Linked DNA regions of Sus scrofa: regions 1 and 3 are each linked to region 2. A link is a contact called in public HiChIP or PLAC-seq and promoter capture Hi-C data. All regions are on one chromosome and are shown on one strand. Each heading gives the region's core, a stretch centred on a gene start, on an enhancer-like site or on the middle of the called end of the contact. The rest is flanking DNA. Distances are from core to core; before and after follow the strand shown. Region 1 holds the start of CCNH (cyclin H). Region 2 holds the start of COX7C (cytochrome c oxidase subunit VIIc). Region 3 holds the start of RASA1 (ras GTPase-activating protein 1).

What was found. Promoter capture Hi-C pulls out the DNA fragments that hold promoters and counts their contacts. HiChIP or PLAC-seq counts read pairs in DNA pulled down with a chosen protein or histone mark.
Region 1: an H3K27ac HiChIP or PLAC-seq map of alveolar macrophages shows a contact between it and region 2. The contact joins the promoter of CCNH here to the promoter of COX7C in region 2. A contact is called at or near these places in 1 of 5 promoter capture datasets (liver), 5 of 47 Hi-C or Micro-C datasets (embryonic fibroblasts, heart right ventricle, liver and 1 more) and 1 of 2 datasets of contacts at active chromatin or transcription factors (alveolar macrophages).
Region 3: a promoter capture Hi-C map of liver shows a contact between it and region 2, with 4 times the contacts expected there. The contact joins the promoter of RASA1 here to the promoter of COX7C in region 2. A contact is called at or near these places in 1 of 5 promoter capture datasets (liver), 1 of 47 Hi-C or Micro-C datasets (heart right ventricle) and 2 of 2 datasets of contacts at active chromatin or transcription factors (alveolar macrophages and skeletal muscle).

The regions. Positions count from the first base shown.
Region 1 is chr2:95,017,132-95,020,129 of Sscrofa11.1, forward strand. It overlaps CCNH (cyclin H), which reads right to left and starts at 1,360. Exons shown (of 9, transcript NM_001166313.1): 1 at 1,244-1,360. The coding sequence starts at 1,360.
Region 2 is chr2:94,344,059-94,346,881 of Sscrofa11.1, forward strand. It overlaps COX7C (cytochrome c oxidase subunit VIIc), which reads left to right and starts at 1,389. Exons shown (of 3, transcript NM_001097474.1): 1 at 1,389-1,569; 2 at 2,387-2,515. The coding sequence starts at 1,495. The coding sequence ends at 2,503.
Region 3 is chr2:94,878,153-94,881,341 of Sscrofa11.1, forward strand. It overlaps RASA1 (ras GTPase-activating protein 1), which reads left to right and starts at 1,463. Exons shown (of 25, transcript XM_003354207.4): 1 at 1,463-2,078. The coding sequence starts at 1,561.

The DNA.
Region 1 (2,998 bases), core at 110-2,609, 670 kb after region 2:
GAAGAGGAAAGGAAGGATCCTTCCTAGAAGCCACAGAGATTACCACTTGGCTAACACCTTGACCTCAGATTTCTAGCCTCCAGAACCTCAGACTTCTATCCTCCATTGTTTTAGACAATGAATTTCTGTTTTAATGCACCCAGTTTGTGGTAAATTTTTTAAGAGCAGTCCTAAGCAACTAACACAGGTTCTAACTTTAAAGACAGCACAGCCTTGTGGTTTACTGAAGGAATGCTGGAACGAGATTCCAGGGGTTCAAATCCTGGCTCTGTCACTTATTAGCATATAGCCTGAGAAGTTATTCAACCTCTCTGTACCTCAGTTTCCTCAGATGTAAAGCAAGGAAAACAACAGTATCTACCTCATGGAGTAGTTGTGAGGGCTGTATGAGCTCACACATACTAAATACTTGAATTTTGCACAATATGTATTACTTTGTGCAGCACAAAGTGATATGAAGTAAGTTGTGAATTATAGGTAAAGGTACCTCAGTACTCAGAATCAAAACAGGTCTGACACAGAAGCTAGAATGGATGGTGGTGTTTTTTTGGAGCTTGTGAGCAAAGATTAAACCGAAGAGGAAGGAGAACAGGAAGGACGTGGCTGGCAGGCCACAGTCCAAACCATCTCTGTCTGGTCAACTGGTTCATGCTAACGGTCTCTTGTCCCCCTGCCTCCACCATGCCCCATCCAATCAATCCATTCTTTCCCAGAAAGCTCGTTCTACAACAGAATCTAACAGGGTTAATTTCCAATATAAAATTTCACAAACTTTAAACTCTTTACTTCCATTTACGAGTCCCCTGTCTACCTTCTCCAGCCTTTCATGCACAGGTACTCAGCTTCCGCCACACAGAACCATGAGCGTTCCACGGACCAGCCCTGCAATTACTGACCTTCTACTTTGCACTTGTGGCTCTGTCCACCTGGAAGGTCCTTCCCCCATCTTCTCCACAACAGCTGATGAGAAAAGTCCCTCCCCTCATTATATTAGCATCCTACAAAGTGTATTCTTTGCCGTTACTGCTTTTTTATCTTTCCTTCACTTGACTGTAAGATGGATAGTTTCGTCTGTCCCTAACCCAGAGCATCCGGCAGAGTGCTCGTCGTTTACTAAATAAACGCACTCTGCACTGAGAAGGCAGGGGCAGGTAGGAAGAAGGTGTGCAGGGAGTCCTGGCGGAGGGGGACGGGCTAGAGCTCGTAGAGACCTAGGTAAGGGGCCGGCAGCGGGAGCTCTTACCTTCCCATTCGCCACTGCTTTGCATCTGAATTTGCGGTTGGCGTCGGCCCGCAACCGGGCTAGCTGCTCCTCACTGGCGAAAGTCCAGTGCCGCTTCTGGCTACTATTGTGGTACATACTTAAGTTGGAGGCCAGGCCCAGAGGGCCTTGAGCGAGGACCGCGAACTGCGCCGCACCAGAGTGGAAAGCAGATAAGCCACAAACCAAGACCCCTGGGAAGCCGAGGGAATCAGGTCCGCCTGGCGCGGGCGCGTTGACGTCAAGGTCACGTGGTAATCCCCTCCGCAGTCGCGCTTCCGGAGCGGAAGAGGAGAAGAATGTCTCCGCGCGGGATCGCTGGCCCGCTGCCCACGACGCAAGTAGGCGTAGCCTGTAGAAGGCTCCTCCTCGCTTTTAGCCTCGGTCCTAGCTCCGCCCTTCCCCACAAGATTTAAAGGAGAAGCGACAGGCAGGGTGTCCAAAAGGGAATAATTTGTGGCTATGTTGAAGCTAACATAAGCAATTCACGTGGGATAAGTGAAGTGTGGAAAGGACGTGAGAGGGTGTCACCTTTTAAATAGAATGTTCAGAGGAGGTCTCACTGAGGTGACATTTGAGCAAGGACTTGAAAGAGTCGCGGAAGTACCAATCATGTAGCGGGTGATATTGGAACAGATGGAACAGTCAAGGTCCTAGGGCAGAAGCATTCCTTCCTTCCGTTTTAAGGAAGAACGTCTGGGGCGCTAATTGGAAAACTAGAAGCAGTGCAGGAGTATTGTCCTTCACTGTTGTGACACGTATGTGTCCCTTTCTATTATTTTCTGTGCCTTTTTTCTTCTGCTTCTGTTGATGACTAGCCAATCCTCTCCCCCATTTCCATCTCTGAGGCCACAATGTATGGTAGTGGTAATTTTAGGGTTTTCTTGAGATTCCCATCTTTATTATTGCCCTCAAGGGAGCCTTACAACAAGCTGTTATTAAACTTAAGATTTTATATCTATCTATATATATGTAAAACTAATGCTTTCAAAATTGTTTTTGAGATACAGAATTTACATTGATCACATAAAAGTCTTTACTGATTTTATATTTGTCCCATTTAGGCATACCTTCTCCTGTGCATCATACATTGTGTTAGAAAGGATGGATTTACTTACTGTAAGTTGTTTTCCTAAAAATAAACATTAAAAAAGCACATAAAGATAGTGAGATTCAGAAAGTTGAAAAGGTCTATAGGTAAAAAGAGGTTTCATGGTATCTCTAACTCTGCTTTCAATGAAAATATTTTTAAAGCCTTATGAAAGAGAGAGTTTTTTTCCCCCCTTTTTTGTTTTGTTTGGGTGGGTGCAGTTGAAGGTAGACTTTTACAGTTATTTGAATTTCTTGAACTCACACCATTTGTAGTTTATAACCGGAGATCCAGACACTCCTTGAACATAAGTTAGTAAGTTGAGTAGTACATTGGCTAAGAAAAGAGGGAAAAAGAGAAAAAAGAAAATGTGCTGATGTTAAGGAAGGATACGGCAAGTTATGAGTCCAATGGTTTGTGAGCATCCAAAGAGACTGTATAATGGGAAAGAGTAATTTAAAAGGAAAAACAGAAAGTCAGGAAAAGAAGTGATTTAGATAAATGAATGTATGTATAAAATCTTAGAACCATGAAAGTTATGTATACTATGTCAATTCTTTTTGTTTTTCTGAAAGGCAATGACAGCTCCTTTAGTTTCATGTAAAGGGAAATAAAAATGGGCATTTGAGAGAAATGGTGGGATATGA
Region 2 (2,823 bases), core at 139-2,638:
AGCAGTGACGAACCCAACTGGTATCCATGAGGATGTGGGTTTGATCCCTGGCCCTGCTCAGTGGGTTGAGGATATAGCATTGTCATGAGCTGTGGTGTGGTTTGCAGACACAGCTTGAATCTGGTGTTGTTGCTATGGCTGTGGTGTAGGCCAGCAGCTACAATTCCCATTCAGCCCCTAGCCTGGGAACTTCCATATGCTGTGGGTGTGGCCCTTAAAAAAAAAAGACAAAAATAACATAAAACTTAAGTTCGCAGGGCCCTTCACAATCTAACCTAATACTATTTTCCCAACCTCATTTACAACTAGTTTCTTCCCAGTACCCACTAGTCAGACTCCCAGGAATACATCTATAACTGAAGAAGCTGGGTTTATTACTCATTGTAATAGGAGAGGCTTGATACACACAGGAACCCTGGGGACCTCAGTAAGGTGTTAGAACTTAAAGGATTTAGGTTAGTTTTTCAAAGCTTTGGCTATATTACTAAATTTAACTTAGAAGAAAGAAAGATAAGTCCAAAGTTAAAGTTGTAATTGGTAAAGACACAAAAGTCATCATATTGACTGCAGATGGTGATGTTTGGTCATTTTTGTGACTTGACAATGTTCATGTTTTGTTTATGTTCAGATATAATAGAGTGATATTATTTTCAATAGCTACCACTGCCAAAAGTAACTTTGATGTGCACGTTCTGTGCTATTGTTTGGGTTCAACAGGAGAACACCAATTTCTAGTACTGGCTGGCTCAAGGTACATGTGGCTGCTTTCTCTTCCACAATCCCAACATGCTATACTCAGGTTGGCCTTGAGTTTTCTCTTCCACCTATCCCTACTTCTGTTTTCTTCAGTTCTCGATATCTTTGGCCATCCTTCCTTTCGCAGTTCGACTCAGTTTTTTTCCTGACATCCTTTATACTTCACATTTGGTTACTTGTGCTTATGCTTTTTTTGCTTCCAGTGCGATCATAGCATAACATCTCTGCCAGCTGGCTGCAAATCATAGGCACTTAGCAGATAGTCACTAAAAAAGAATAGGGAGAGCTTATCTTCCTGTTCCATGAACTAGAATACACATCTAGTCACTAAAAAAGAATAGGGAGAGCTTATCTTCCTGTTCCATGAGCTAGAATACACATAGTGAAACTGCTTCGCTAATTTCAGTAAAATTGCTTCAGAGACAGGCCCCAAGAACTCTGATCTGAGAGAAGCACCGCTCTTCGGAAAAGCCTCACCCTACCGAAACCTGGAGGAAGACTGCATTTCCCACAACCCTCCAGGGCTGACAAGGGACCGCGGGTATCTGAACTACAATTCCCACAATCCTCCGAGGGAGCCGCGCAGTCGCGTTTTCCGAGAGCTCTGCCCATTTCCCATCTTCCCTTTCGGCCCTTTCACGCAGGGGAGCAAGGTCAAGAGGAAGGGAGGCTTCAGTCTGCGTCGCCGTTTCTTTTGCCTTCAGTCTCTGCACCTTTCGCAGACCTTGCAACAGCGCAATGTTGGGACAGAGTATTCGGAGGTTCACAACCTCTGTGGTCCGTAGGAGCCACTATGAGGAGGGTCCAGGGAAGGTTAGTACGTAAAGGGCCTGGCTTCCTTGGGTAGGGGTCATCTCCTGCGACTGGCTGAACTACAAGGCCGCCTGTGGGCCGTGGTGAGGGAGATTGGAAACCGAGAACATGGGCTGGGACGTGGACTAGCTTTCCATGTCCCCCAGGGACTAGAGAGAAAGCTCAGGGCCCGGACTGCGCGCCATAGCCGCGAAAAGGAAGGAGTTCGTAAAGCCACAGGCCTTACCACGCCCTAGCGCTCCCTCAGTACCCCTTTTCGTTCCACCCCGTCCTTCAAGATCTGGAGGACTTTGCACGCCCTAGCTGCAGGTGTTGTGGCCTAAAGACTAGTTAGAGGTCACCGGACTGGACGTGAAGGTCATCGAAAACTTGAGGATACGAGGGCCTGTGGTGTGGGTCTCATCTTCGCCGACTAGTTTGCTAAGTTACAAGTACTAATCCTCCCTCCTTGCTGGAAAAGCTGGTTTTATCATCAAGTGTAAATAAATACACTTGATAAAAATCAGGAATACCTGATTATATTAAGTATATTAAAATCAGGTAGTTAGCAGTAAGGGCCCCAGAAGGTTACATGAAGCCTGGCATTAATAAGCCGAGAAAGGGTATAAAGAGGTAGAGCTCATCAGTAAAGCCAGATATTTTTGCTTTTTAGAATTTTGTGTGATGAAGGTTATAGGATTTGAAAGATAATGTTTAAAAAGATGTCATGATTATGATATATAATGTATAGTTTGGTTATGTAGGAATTAATTTTGATCTGTAAAATTAAGATCAGATTTTAAAGTTCAGTTTTTGTTGTTCACTTTTCCCCCAACAGAATTTGCCATTTTCAGTGGAAAATAAGTGGCGGTTGCTAGCTATGATGACTCTGTACTTTGGATCTGGATTTGCTGCACCTTTCTTTATAGTAAGACACCAACTGCTTAAAAAATAATCCATGAGACAGGTAAATAATGAATGGGTTTTTTTTTTTTTTTTCTTTTTTAATTTTGCTTTTTAGGGCTGCACCTGCAGCATATGGAAGTTTCTGGGCTAGGGGTGGAATCCAAGCTGCAGCTGCTTGCGTAAGCCACAGCCTCAGCTGGATCCTTAACCCACTGAGCAAAGCCAGGGATTGAACCGGAATCCTCAAGGATACTGATTGGGTTCGTTACAGCTGAGCCACAATGGGAACTCGGAATTAACGGGTTTTTAATATTCACTGTGTTTTTTATTTCTTCCCTAACTGACCCCCCCACCAAATACCCACGGATA
Region 3 (3,189 bases), core at 213-2,712, 530 kb after region 2:
ATTCTTGAAACTATACATAATTGTAACCGACACTTTGGGACCTTCTTGACAATTGCCTGTTTAAAGTGCCTGTGTCTTCACGCCCTACTGTTAGGCACACAAACCAGGACAAAAGTGCGTTGATTACTGTTGTCTACAGCACTGCTCCTCTCCACACCTTACCAGTATCCAACAGACTTGCAATAGCACAGGCAGTGTGTCTGAAGACACATACAAACAATAGGGGGAAAGGATCGTGAAGAAAACAATGGTGTATGGTCGTAGAAATCTGGCTATTTCTACCAAAATTCTTAGCCCCCACACACGCCCCCTCCCTTATTCATTTCGTTTTGTCAGAACCTAGTTTAAAAAATTCACATTATTTTAGTTTGTAGTAGTGTTATAGTAATTTATATTATGCAAAGAAAATGAAAACACAAGCAGTACCGCCTAAGACCTTGGAAGCAGTCCGCCCCTCCAACCCCGACCCAGGCCGACCTCGGCCGTCTGGTTTCTGCGCCGCCACCAAGGGAGTTTGTTCTACCGGTCAGGAAGCAGGGAACTGGCTTCGCAGCATCTTCCTTTCCCTTTCCCCCGTCCCTCCGGTCCAACCCCTCCAGGTCTCATTTCGACTCTCCTTTTTTCACCTAGCTGAGCGGCCGCGTGCTCGCCGAGACCCACTCCTCCCCTCCTCCACCCCACCGGCCCAACAAACAAAGCCCAGGGAGGGAGGCGCACACCGACTGTAGAAAAGGCCGCGCCGCCACGCGTTACACCCGGAGCCGGACAGAGAGCGCGTCCGCGAACCGCGCGTCCCCGCCGCTTCCTTCCCTCCCGACTCTTCCTTTTCCTCCTCCAGGCCCAGCACCCCCCACCACCCCTGCACCGGGAAGGAGCCTGCGCAGAAGCTGCCCTCTCCCTCCTCCTCCCCTCGCCCCCCCGCCCTTCCTTCCCTCCGCTCCTCCTCCCTTGCCCCGCCTTCCTTTCTCTTGTCGATTTCTCCGAGCGCTCCAGGTTGGGAGCAATTCAGTTGATTTCCCCACTACCCCGCCCCCCTTCCTCTTTTCTCCCCACCCCTCCCATCTCAGCCCGGTGGAGGATGAAGCGGCTGCAGTGGCCCCAGCCCCAGCAGCGGCACCGGCGGTGGCTGCGGTGGGGGTGGCCGGAACTGGGGTGGTGAAGAAGCGGTGGTGGCGGCGGCGGCGGTGGCGGTGGCTGAAGGATCGGCAGCCGCCCCAGCCGCTTCCCCTGTGCTTCCCTTCCTCTTTAGTGCAGCCGGGAAGTTTTTCGCTTCTGTGCATGTGTGCGTGAGTGTGGGTGTGTAAGGTGAAGGTTTGGTCGGCGTTTGTGCAGGCGTTGGGTTTTTTGCCCACTTCTCTTCCCGTAACCCGGGTAGCTCCCGAGCCTGGGCTGTGGCCCGAAGAGGGGGCGCGGCGGCGGGCTCTCTCCTTTTGTTGTTGTTTCCTCCGCCTGTGGAGCTGAAGGGGGGACGCGCCTGGGTGGGGCGGCTCGGAGCCCGGGCCTGGTGGCCCCCGGGGCTCCCGGGCGAGTAGAGCAGGGCAGAGGAGAGCGGGCTTCAACATGATGGCGGCCGAGGCCGGCAGTGAGGAAGGCGGCCCGGTCACCGCCGGGGCAGCTGGAGGCGGCGCCGCCGCGGGCTCGAGTGCTTATCCGGCAGCGTGTCGGGTGAAGATACCCGCGGCCCTGCCTGTGGCAGCTGGCCCCTATTCTGGGCAGGCGGAAGCTGGAGTGGCCGGGACTCTGGGTGGAGGAGCCGCTCTGGGGTCATCGATCCTGGGACCTGGGTCTGTGGCTGGGGCACTGGCGGGAGCCGGACTGTCAGGGGGAGGTGCTGCTGCTGGCGTGGCTGGTGCTGCCGCTGCCGGACCCGGCGGGGAGATGGCTCTCACCAAGGGGACCACTTCGTTGTCTACTGAGACGTTCGGGGCAGGCGGTGGATTCCCTCCTCTGCCGCCACCTCCTCAGCTGCCCCCGTTGGGCGCAGGCCTGGGAACAGTGGACGAAGGTGACTCTCTGGATGGACCAGAATACGAGGAGGAAGAGGTGGCCATCCCGCTGACCGCTCCTCCAACTAACCAGTAAGTCAAGACCGCTGTTTTGGGGGAAGCTGGCTCGTGGAAAGAAGTGAGAAAACCTGCCTCGTTCCTGCAGCTGTGACTCGTTGTGAAAAGTTTTGAAGCTTAAGGTTCCGTGCGTAGGGATTTAATTTGATCACTCATCTTCCCTACAGGCACACTCCCTGGCGTCTTTGTATATTTATTGCTCCTCTGGGAAGATGTAAATTTTTAAATATGGGAAGCATGGGAAAGTGTAGATCCAGTGACAACCAGATAAGGTTCTGCCCCTTCCAAATTGAGGTGCCGTCCTGGGATTCAGCTGAGCTTGCAGATACCCAGGCGGTCCTTGTCCGTATTAACCCGGGTTAGATGATTAGTAAGAAGCTTTACAAGTATTTGAATGAGTATTGTACTAGTATCATTTGAGACATGCATTGGTCAGAATGCTTTGTTTTCGTTGCGCTGCAAATCGCAAGGCTTAATGATGGAGAAGTCTTTGGATCACTTTTGAGAGCCTGGGTCAGCGAGAAAAGAAGGGGGTTCTGTGAAGTATACGTGTGGTTAGGGGCCCATACTCTGCAATATCTGTAATTTATGTTGTAGAATTCCCATTTATGGATATTAGTGTAATTCTTTTATAGTTGAAACCTAAGTAGAATGTTGGAGCAAATCAAAATAGTGTGCTTCTCTTCAACAGTTTTTGTTGGTGGCCAATGCAGTATTCTATTTGAAAATTAATTTTGACAGTCTACAGCAGAATATATAGGAAGTGACTCTTCCGTATGTAGTACCTCCACCTTGTTCTCTTCATAGGTATGTATAGGTGGACCTTGATGAGAGGAAAATGTTGATGGGGAAGTGCTAATAGTAGGCAAAACTTGTTTTATAGGTCCCTCATATCTGTCTTAATTGACCTTTAGAATTTTGACAACTTGGTGAGTATCAGAGGAAAAAAGATTTGGTTCCTATGTTGACAAACACTCTGTACAGTTGAAAGTTTTTGTTTGCTTTTTGGAAAAGCTTCTTTGGAAGATTTAGAAAGGGCTCAATGAATTAGGACTTTTCAGACTTTAAGCTACATCTTTTGATGGAAAAGTAAAGTTAGTGCTATTTATGACAGCGGTGGTATGGG